Regions from separate parts of the Arabidopsis thaliana genome. Here region 2 is linked to region 1. The links are chromatin contacts, called in public capture Hi-C maps. All regions are on one chromosome and are shown on one strand. Each heading gives the region's core, a stretch centred on a gene start, on an enhancer-like site or on the middle of the called end of the contact. The rest is flanking DNA. Distances are from core to core; before and after follow the strand shown. Region 1 holds the start of MEE15 (Major facilitator superfamily protein). Region 2 holds the start of AT2G17050 (disease resistance protein (TIR-NBS-LRR class)).

Region 1 (5,583 bases), core at 911-3,410:
TTTTTCTGGACTTTCTAAAGGGCTTGTCAGTGGGATAGAGTCTCTGGTACTCCCTTTCTTGATGTCTTGTTCACATGATTTTCTACTCATAAGTTCTTATCACTCAGTGAATAATTCAATATATCAAAGTTGTTTGTATAATACGACCGAGTCAATTGTCACAACTGGATGGATACTCACATCATCGCTCTTATGCAGGTTTCACAAAGTAATCTAAGGGATATGCTTCTTAAGTGTTTCATGGATGAAACTCCAGATGTTAGAGAAAGTGCTTTTGCCCTTATTTGTCATCTTACAAAAGTAAGTTGTATATTCTTTTATCTGCCAAAATCTTTACCTTTAACATAATTGTTAAATAGCATGGAAAGTGAGAGCTACTCGTTATATGTAAGGTAATATTTTTTGGCTACACTAACAGGTACTCCCGGATTATCTAGAACCCCGCCTGCTTGAGTTCCTCGAAATCGCCAGCCAACAACTGGTTGGTATATCCAAATTATAATGCTACTATACATTTTTTTTTCTATTGTGTTTGATTGTATCTCTGCTTTGTACAGAGTGCAAATTTTAGCGGAGAAAACCTTTCTGCTGCGAATAATGCTTGTAAAGCAATAGGAGAATTAGCGGTCAAGGTAAAACCAAAATGATATTTCTCTATTTATTGTTGAAGTTTCTGGTAAAGAACAAACTCGTGAATGATATGAACTCAATGTTTCAGTATCCTCAAGAAGTCTCACCAATTGTGACCAATGTTGTCTATTCATTAGGCATGATTATTCAACTCGGAGAGGTGACTCTAACAGCCTTATAAGTTAAAGATTTTACTTGCCATGTCTAATTATGCCTCATTTTTTTGTTTGTGTGAATAAGACACTAGAGTTGAAGAGTTTAACTACACTAGTTGAATACAATGCAATTGAACTAGCTATGAACAGTGCAATTACCGTTGGGATACTAGCACGGATTCGTCCAGACCTCAGTGCACGATCCATTGAGAACTTCATGAAGCCTTGGTGCATGAGATTGGCAACGTTAGTGAACCTTTTTGTTGGATTTGGATTCTTTACATACTCTTCCAACCTCTGCTCTATAAAACAATTTCTTATCGTACTTTCTTTTCAGGTTAGATGATGACAGTACAAAAGAAAATGCATTTCAAGGGTTATGTGAAATGGTATTTCTCTCTTTACTTTTTGCTTTGTTAATATATAACATTGAATAACGTTTGATATTTTTCAAGTTTCTTCATAAATTAGGTTAAGGTGAATCCATCAAGATATGTCAGCTCCGTTGCTTTCATATGCTTAGCGATCGCAAGCTGGAAAGTAAGTGAACAAAAAAGAAAATCCTAACTCTATTAGACTTTTTTACTGAGCTTTGAACAATTGGTTGATACATAAATAATGAATTTTTATCATAGGATATGGAAAACAAGGTCATCCAAAGCGAATTCTCCAAAGTGCTGATAGGCTATAAAAACGTAAGATTTATTGAGTTTAAGTTCAGTTTTAACCATCCATCCAACGCGCTTGTTTGTGTACAATAGAAATGGTTAATGTCTTTTACTTTATCTTTTTGGGTTCAGATGCTTGGAAAAAACTCATGGGAAGAATGTCTCTCTGTTTTGGATCCTCTTGCTAAGGAAAGGCTTGCTGCGAGGTATCAAGTGTGACATTGATAGTAAATCGATTAGTCTCAAATGAGAGAGATCTCATTGCAAACAATATTCAGTGTTTTTGCAAAAGACGTTTCAGTTGCATTATTTTTATAAACAAAATTTGATTATTTGGATTTGGATCCATGATTTATACACAAACTAAATTGGAACAATGATAACTTTTCCAATCAAGTTGTGTGAAACCTGCTATGAAAAAAATATAAAAAAGAAACCTGCTATGAGCTATTTTCTGTAACAGTATAATACATTTATACTTAGTATTATAAGCAACATGCTTTTGATGATTAATCCATAGATCATCATTTAAATAAAAATCATTTACTTTTCTTTGTTGTTGATAAACTAATTTAAATTCCGTTGTACAAAGAAAATGGCCATACAGCCGCCAGGGTGTTACACTCAGCCTAACTATTTATAATCTTTCACGAATTAATATATGATTTACCACAAAGACCAATCAATATATTAATATTAGCACGTGGATCGGATGGAAACCTAACGAAGACACATTGATACATTTGCAAGACAACGTATAATTAAGAATTAGAAGTGGTTTAGGAGAGGAGAGAGAAGAGAGAGATGGAGGAATATAGACTTGGAGAGCTGAGACACTTGCTGACAACGGTTTTCCTGTCGGGATTCTCCGAGTTCTTGGTGAAGCCAGTGATGACTGACGTCACCGTCGCCGCGGTTTGCTCCGGCCTAAACGAAACATGTTCTCTCGCCGTCTATCTCACCGGAGTAGAACAAGTGGTATCCACCTCTACCTATATTTGTATATATGTATTGTTTACTGTCTTCTTTTTACTCTTTGATGGCTCTTTTTTTTGGGTCAATGTCTCTTCAAATCCTTTGGTTATAACTGATTCTCCCAAAACTCTTCAATGTTTTCAAATTAGTAACAGAGAACTCAAATCATTATATATAAAACTCAAATAACCTAAATTAAATGTTATTAATGGAATATTATATGACGACGTTTTTTAAAAAATAAAATAATAGATGAAGACGTGTTAAAATACATATGCAGTGAATATTACATGAAATTTTGAGTTACTCACTATATAATGACATAATGAGTTTTTTGGTACATAATACTCTCTCTATTCCTTTTTGTTTGATCTTTTACGAAAAAACATAAATATTAAAAAAGCATATTAAATGTTATTTTTAAATGAATTGTTCTTTGTGATTTACAATTTTTAATAACTCTAAACTAATGATCTTCAATAATTTATATTGAAGTTTACAATTTATCAATTATAACTAATAACTATTGCATTAAAAACCTAAAAAATCAATATTATTGAAACAATTTTTTTCTTCTAAAAAATCAAGCAAAAAAGAACAAAATGAGTATATTTTGTACCAACAACTAAGTCGGGAAGGTTTTGGGATAAGTTTTAGTAAAATTATAATTAAAAAATTTGGTTGGTCCTCACAGAAAGTCAGTTGGTTTAACTGAATCAATTATTTTCAAGTTGTTAGTTACTTCTTCTTTAGAACAACTTCAATATTATAATTCTTAAGAAAATTAAGTTAATTAATGTAAACATCTTTTCTAACGGTGAAAATGGTAAAAAAAAAGACGGTAGGACTGGGGACAATGGTAATGATGCCGGTGATCGGGAATCTATCCGATAGATATGGAATCAAAACATTACTCACTCTTCCGATGTGCCTCTCTATTCTTCCTCCAGGTTCTTTTTCCTCTTAGTTTATATATTGAATTAGTTTTTTTCGAAACTCATTTTATCATCAAAACAATGCTTTTACACAATGTATAATTCTAGTTTTTCTCTAATATTTAAAAACTAAGAAAAAAAAACACTGAGTAAAAAGATTTCCATGAAAAGCCAATCACTAATTAGGACATCTCCAATAGTGATCTCTATATTTTTCTTTATTTATAGAGGTTATTCTATTTTACAGATATTGTGCTCTAAGACCATCTCCAATGGTTATCTCTATTTTTTCCTCTAAATATAAAGAAAAAATAGGGTTCTCTATTTTCACTCCAATGGTTCTTCAAAAATAAAGATCTCTATTTGGTAGAAGGAAAAATAGAGGAAAAAATAGAAATCCCTATTTTTTGTCTCTATATATAGAGAAAAAAATAGAGATCTCTATAATAGAGATGAGTTGGAGTGAAATAAAGGTAAAAATAGAGTTTAGGGACAAAAATAGGGATGGGTTGGAGATGTCCTAAAGTAAAGTTTCCTCTATAATAGAGGAAAAAATAGAGATATCTACTTTTTGTCTTTATAAATAGAGATCTCTACAATTTATCTCTATTTTTTTCTCTATTTTTGAGAAAACTTTATTTTAGAGGTGACCATTGGAACACAATATCTCTAAAATAAAATCAGTTCTAAAATAGAGAAAAATATAGAAGTAACTATTGGAGATGGTCTTAATTATAGAAAATTGTATGTACCAACTACCACCTACTAATAATTGTAGGTATTTAACGTTTCAGAAACTATTCAATTAATCGCATAGATATACCAACAAAACGAAAGATGCCTTGATTATTTATTTGTTTATCTGCGTGGACACCTCACAATTCCATGAGTCTACAATAGTGTCAACGTAAAAAAGTACTACTTTTTGAAAGTATTATTTCTTTTGTCAAGTGTTAATCTTGGAGGACTACAATTTCGATGATGAAATCAAATATTTTAGAAATGATAAATAATGAAGAACAATTTATAAACACGGTCGGTATCATAATATTGAGGAAACGATGAATAATGAATTGATTGGCTGAAACGAAAAAGTTTTTCTTTAATTTTTGTTATTTCTTGTAGAGCTAGTTTAATGCAAACATAATTCTAGACTACAACTAAAACTTCTTTTAATTCGCAGTCGCCAAAAAAAGCCTAACCAACACTAGCATATATGTACTTTCATAGAGAAAACCAATATTGAAATTTTTTTGAACAATGTTGATGTAATGAGAGAAAGACCTTACTCTCAAAATTAATTAATTTGAGCCATAATGAAGAGGAGTTACACAAATGTTTCTTCTGCACCATAAATTAAATAGATGTAGTGTCGGACTGTCGGTTACAAAAATCATAAGTTGATGCAGAATGGGTTCTTGCCCTTGATATAACATGTTTTTTGTCTTATACTTTACCATACATCAGGATCATATAACCTTCATAAATTAATATATACTTCGATTAATCAATACATTTTAAAGTCTCAAATTAAATATAAACGTCAATTATTATACTCATAAATTAATAATTCTCTAAATTACGACAAAAATATCATTACTATTATTATTATCATATAACAATTTTGAAAGCAAGAAAGTATAGAATAGTATCTACAGAACTAATATACGTTCAAATATGTTTGTTTTCTGTTAGTTGCTATAATGTTGTAACTTTTTGCAGCGATATTAGCGTATAGAAGGGATACGAATTTCTTCTACGCGTTTTACATAACCAAGATTCTATTCGATATGGTCTGCCAAGGCACCGTTGACTGTCTCGCTCATGCTTATGTGGTAAATTTTGTTTTCTTTCCACCATTATTATATTTAAAGAAAGTTTTTGAACTCAAAGCATTTATACGATATCATTTCGCTTAATCCTATTTTCAGGCGAAAAATGTTTGTGGCAGAAAAAGAATATCAATGTTTGGAGTTTTAGCAGGTGTCAGATCAATTTCAGGAGTTTGTGCAACATTCTCAGCTCGTTTGTTACCCATAGCTTCAATTTTTCAGGTATCGGAATTTCATACCTATTAACCAAACTGAAAAAGTAAAAAAATAAATCAATTTCTCATTTTCTGAAGTGTTATTTTTCATACCTTTATATATTGGTTACCTACCCACAATATTCAAAAAAATATATAAGAAAATTATAATAATTAGGTTGCAGCTATATCAT
Region 2 (5,583 bases), core at 2,076-4,575, 46 kb after region 1:
GGTTTAAGTGAAAGATGTAATTTGGATCACGGAATGCTGGAACAGAGAAACTGAATGCTGGTGCTTCGATGAGCTTCTGTTTCAACAAGGCAAAAGAAGTCATATATGTGATATTTTTCTTGATGTATACAACTAATATGTGTGTAGTGAGAGAGAGGGACGGTACCTGCAGAGTATGATCTATGACCATTTGCGCAACTCTTGCTTCTAAAATCTCCCTAACGATGTCTGGAGAAATCTCAAAGCAATTGCTGAATGTGCAATGTCTAGGAAACTGTTGGAAGCTCCTATGAATATTTTTTAGACACACACAACCATGTGCATTCAAAAACTCTAGACTTTGAGGAAGCTCTGGAAGTGATTCGAGGTTTTTGCAATGACATAATATAAGGCTCTCCAAATTGCGGAACTGCTTGATGCTTTCAGGAAGTTTACCAAAATTGTTTCCACTGAGATCCAATGTCTTGAGTGAAAGGAGATTACATATCTCTTGAGGTATATGTATGTCAAGGAGGTATGCTTTACTGAGAAACAAAGATACCATGGCATACATACGGAACACTAGGGAAGATTGCAACTTTGAACGATATGGCGTGGTTACAAATGGCATAAGCTTAAGATAAAATTTAGACCCACTCTTTTCCATTGGAGTGACATGTCTTGTTCTCCACGTCTCTAAAATTAAGGTGACGTTACATGGAGGAGTTCCATGTAACATCACTTTGTCGGTCCCATCTTCATGAAGTTGTGTAATGTCTTGAAGTGAGAAACCTAGGATATACTTCAGCTCTAAGCAGCCAGATAGATCCACCCTAACTACTGATTCGAAAGATTCCATTTGGAGATGTTGAAGCCTTTCGCAGTGATTCAAATCTAGTGAAACCAGTTTAGTGAGATCCTCAAATGATGATGGCAGTTTCTTTATGGGGGTCTCGGCTAGATTTAAATGTCTAAGGTTCCGTGGAAGATCGGGGATACTCCTGAGCTCTGAGCAGCCAGATAAAATTAACATAGTCAGAGAGATCAAATTACCCATTCCCATAGGCAAGTCTTGAAGCTTCTTGCAGTTCTCGGCATCGAAAACAACAAGTTGAGTGAGATGACAGATTGATGATGGAACTTCTCTTATAGAGGTCCCAGCAAGATATAGCTCTTTCAGGTTTGTTGGGAGATCTTGAATATTCTGGAGCTTTGAACACCCTGATAACATGAGTTTAATAAGAGAAGCCAAATTACCCTTTCCCATGGGCAAGTTTTGAAGTCTTTTGCAGTTAGACAAATCCAAAACTTCAAGTGAGGAGAGGTGGATTGATGATGTCACTTCTCTTATCCCAGTACCAGAAAGATATAATTCTTTCAGGTTCCTTGGAAAGCCCTGAAATTCTTCGAGCTGTGTGCTTTTGATCTCAACGCAACCAGAAAGATTAATAACTCTGAGATGTTGTAGATGTCTTGTAGCTGGAAAACTCTGTATTTTTGTACAACCTTGGAGATCGATTACTTCAATATTTTTAGATTTTATCAGTTCTTCAATTTCAACTAGATCTTGCGAGTGACTAAGCCTGACCATCTTCAACATCTCAAGGTTCTGAAACAAGAAGAGATAACAGAAAATTGCTTTATGTATTCAAAAATTATAGAACAAAAGTAAGAGCATATATCAAGTTTGTTTACCTTGGTTCCACCCCAAAGTTTTTGAAGTTTACTGTAAGGCATGTTGAGTTCAACAAGGTGCGTAGGATCAAAATGTTGTGGCAGGGATTGTAGAGGATAATCCTCCCAGTGGAGTAGCCGTAGCTCATTGGGAAGAGACTGAAGAGCTTCTCGAAAGCGAATTCTCTGATGCTTTCCAGGATTAGAACTATAAATCTTCAGAAATCTAAGATTATGCATACTCTTGAAAGCATCAGGTTTGACAAAGAATTTCAAGTTAGACATGTCTAGAAATATGACTTCAATATCTTCAGTAGTACCCTGAAAACACAAGATAGTCCAATAAATCATACTCAAAATCAAATTTTTATAAGATAAATTATATAGCATATCTAACATTTTTCATAACATACCTTAGATTCACCCTTTAATTTGGTTTCTTCATCTTCTAGCAGAGGTTGAATGATTGAAGTGTCCCATAGTCTGACATGCCTATCAAGTTCTACAGTTCCTTCATTTGAAATCGCCTTCCCAACAATCTGGATCAGATTATGCATTTCCATCTTTCTTTTTACAATAGTCACCAGACACTTATCCACTAGAACATATATTCCAACATGTGGAAAGAATCCACATCCTTCAAACAGTTGCATCACGTAGTCCGCCTTTTCTCCCCTGAAGAAACAAGCAATGTCTAGAAACATGCTCTTCTCGTTCTCATTAAGTGCATTGTAATTGCTCTTGAATACTTCCATAATCTGAGGTGGAGGGTGGTTGAGCTTGAGGAGCTTAACCTCCATTTTATCTGACTTCATGTGTGACAACATTTCTTCATAAAGGCTAAGAGCTAGAGGGTTTCCACTAAAATATTTGACAGAAATATAGTAAGGTGCAAGAGTTTCCAACCCACTCTGTTTTCTCCAGTCTATTCCAAATGCGCATCCGTGAAGTAGTTGCTTAGCCTCATCTTTGTTTAAACCTTCAACCTCATATATTTGGTTGACGCCACACTGCACTAGTACTTGTTTATCTCTAGAGGTTATGATTATCAGGCTCCCTGGACCAAACCAATCAAACCCATTAAGAAAAGCGTCTGCATCCAGAGGTTTAAGAACATTGTCAAGGACGATAAGAAGTCTTTTTTGTCCGGACTTGATAAAAGAATTGTTTATATTTTCCCCTAAGTATTCATTCCACAAATGATAAAGTCCTTTCGCAAGAAATTCTTTGTCGAAGTCTTTGATGATGCAAGAAGCTTCATAATCACCAGAAAATTGGTCAAATGCTGCTTCGGCAAGTGTTGTTTTTCCTATGCCTGGCATACCCCATATGCCTATGCTGCGGATACCCCATAGTTGCTTGTAAACAATTTTTTCTAACTTCAGCATCTTCCTGTAGATCCCAATTCGTTTGGTAGGGAAAATCTTTTCATACATATCCCTAGCAATGTCTTCCACTAGTTCACAAGCACCATAATCCATCCTCCTTGAGAGTTGAGACCAACACAATTATATAGTTAGACATTCCGGTGATAACATATGTGTCTTAATTAAACTTAAACATGTGTATAATAATGAGGGACAACGACCAATTTCTACTTGAACAAAATTCCATTACATCGACTCATATTATGTTAAGATGCCATGCACGATGTCAATGTGATAAAAAAACTAAAATATGCAGGCTTATATGTATTTTTGCTTCTACATAGAGGAACTTTATAAATAAGTTGTTTTAATTTCAATTTATTTCTCTATGTTTTCCTCTAAAAATAAATATTAATAGATTCGATTTTTATTTTTGAATTACCACCTTTTATTTATAAAAGTTTGCAAATTAACCCATATTTACTTTTACTTTTACAAAACTTTCATAAAATATATAATTTATATATTTATAAGAATCTATATAATTTCTCTTTTGAAAATATTATTCTCAAATCGAATGAGTATATTTAATTTATTAGAAACATCTTTATATATTGAAGATATTACTTATGTTATTTTACACTAAATTACAAAAGTTTTTAATTAATAGTTAAATTTTTTTTTTTGAACAACAAATTAATAGTTAATTATATTGTAATTTGGTTAACTTATGAACCAGTGCAAATTTATATATTTTTCTAAAGTTCTTATTTATTGTTTCTGATTAACTTTTTTCTTTACTATTTGTTCAATAAAATGTTCTTTCAAACTTGTAATTAGTAAACAATTGACTACATTTCGGTTTCTTTCTATATATATGTTTATGATGTAAATCTTAACAAAATCAAAGATTTCTTTATATAAAAAACATTCTTATGATATTATTTTTTTTTGAGAAATTATATGATTCAAAGAAAACTAATTAAAGCAACTAAAAATTATAGACATTTGGATATCTATTAAATCAAGCTTTCTACTCATTAGATTTCGAATCTTTTTAATTTCTTTTATAAAATTTTCTTTGAACCACCACACAATATATTTAACCGATGTGGAACGTTCAATTCACACTTTTGTTTCTTCATTGATTGGGTAAATTATGTTTGTTTTAAAAAATTTGAATCACAACATTTACAAAAATCTAGTATTTTATTTATTACTATCTATTGATTCAAATGTCCTAGAAAATATGATTAAACAAGATGTTAGGTTTGAAATATTTCTAAATTAATGAAAGGAAATAAGACACTTTCAATTGTTTTAATTCCAAATTTATCATTTCTCATTCCAATTAAACACTTTCGACATATAATTTTAATGGTAATTTATTAAGTGAACGATTTTGGAAAAAAGTACAAATGTACTTCTTTTTTAATAATATAAAGATTAGATACAGACATACAGTATGTTGTATACGTCAAGCCTAGGCCTTGGCAAAATACTCGAAACATAAAAACCGAACAAAAAAGAACCGAACCAAAATTATTATACACTTAATTGGTTCCTAAATTCTAAATCTAAACCTAACTAAAATATTTTTGTTGCCCAACATGTGATTATTGATCCAAACATTCTAGCTATTTATTTATCGAATAACCAAATTAAATATCTGAAATACCAAAAAATACTCGGCAAAATATCAAAAATACTAAAAATATGTAAATAGGTCCTAAACTTAAGAACAAAAAACACTAGAATCGAACCAAAATTGTTTCGGTTTCTACATAGATGCTAAACTCTAAAACCAAAGAAAAACAAACATAAATGAATGAACCGAACCGAATCCCCAAGTCAAGCATATGCCATATTAATTAGAGTTTTCAAGTCTTATTGCAACAAGGGTTTGGGGTCTAGACCTAATCCTATATGATTATATTAAAGAAGAGGTCAACTAATAATAGGACAAACTCTTAACTTAATTATCAAATAAATTGGGTATGTTGTATACATCAAGCCTATGCCATGTTATTCTTTTACCCTACACATAATCTTTTAACTTATAAATAAATTTTCAAATTAATTATCATTTGCATTAGGATGGTCATTACCTAAAATTTATTAAATTGACAGACATGAACTAGTGGATGCAGTATACAAAGTTAGAGGAGAGAAAAACAAAAAAACAGAATCTACAGCACTTGTAGCAAAAAAAAGTATTAGGCAGTAGAAAATTTAAGTCATACCGGTCTTTTTCCTAGGCTTTAACTTTAGTAAAAACAAAAAAGGCAAAGCACGATTGGAAAGAACTTGGTCTTTACAAAAACAAAATAAGACTGTAGAAATCCAACCATCAAACACTGGTGATTGGATTTCACAACTGATTTATAGACCTGTTTTTATAGTGATCTAGCACACACAACTAGTATAAATAACATGATCCGTTCATAAATTCATATTTCTTTTTAAAAAATATCCGTTATGGAAGACTGCATGGTATGGTATGATGGTATCTCTAAGTTAGCAAAACAAATTGAGCGTCTGCAATCTTTATACTGTTACCTTA

The links. Capture Hi-C pulls out chosen DNA fragments and counts their contacts.
Region 2: a capture Hi-C map of seedling shows a contact between it and region 1, with 3 times the contacts expected there. The contact joins the promoter of AT2G17050 here to the promoter of MEE15 in region 1. A contact is called at or near these places in 7 of 26 Hi-C or Micro-C datasets (callus, cotyledon, flower and 3 more) and 3 of 3 other capture datasets (root, seedling and shoot).

Annotation. Positions count from the first base shown.
Region 1 is chr2:7,367,292-7,372,874 of TAIR10.1, forward strand. It overlaps MEE15 (Major facilitator superfamily protein), which reads left to right and starts at 2,161. Exons shown (of 12, transcript NM_001335512.1): 1 at 2,161-2,431; 2 at 3,267-3,378; 3 at 5,086-5,198; 4 at 5,295-5,417. The coding sequence starts at 2,258. It overlaps AT2G16960 (ARM repeat superfamily protein), which reads left to right. Exons shown (of 19, transcript NM_001335507.1): 10 at 1-46; 11 at 199-300; 12 at 419-481; 13 at 558-632; 14 at 719-790; 15 at 871-1,031; 16 at 1,123-1,174; 17 at 1,257-1,325; 18 at 1,421-1,480; 19 at 1,586-1,672. The coding sequence ends at 1,672.
Region 2 is chr2:7,412,477-7,418,059 of TAIR10.1, forward strand. AT2G17050 (disease resistance protein (TIR-NBS-LRR class)) reads right to left here and starts at 3,326. Exons shown (of 6, transcript NM_001335535.1): 1 at 2,067-3,326; 2 at 1,675-1,974; 3 at 167-1,588; 4 at 1-76. The coding sequence starts at 3,134. It overlaps AT2G17055 (Toll-Interleukin-Resistance (TIR) domain family protein), which reads right to left. Exons shown (of 1, transcript NM_201748.2): 1 at 5,399-5,583. The coding sequence ends at 5,576.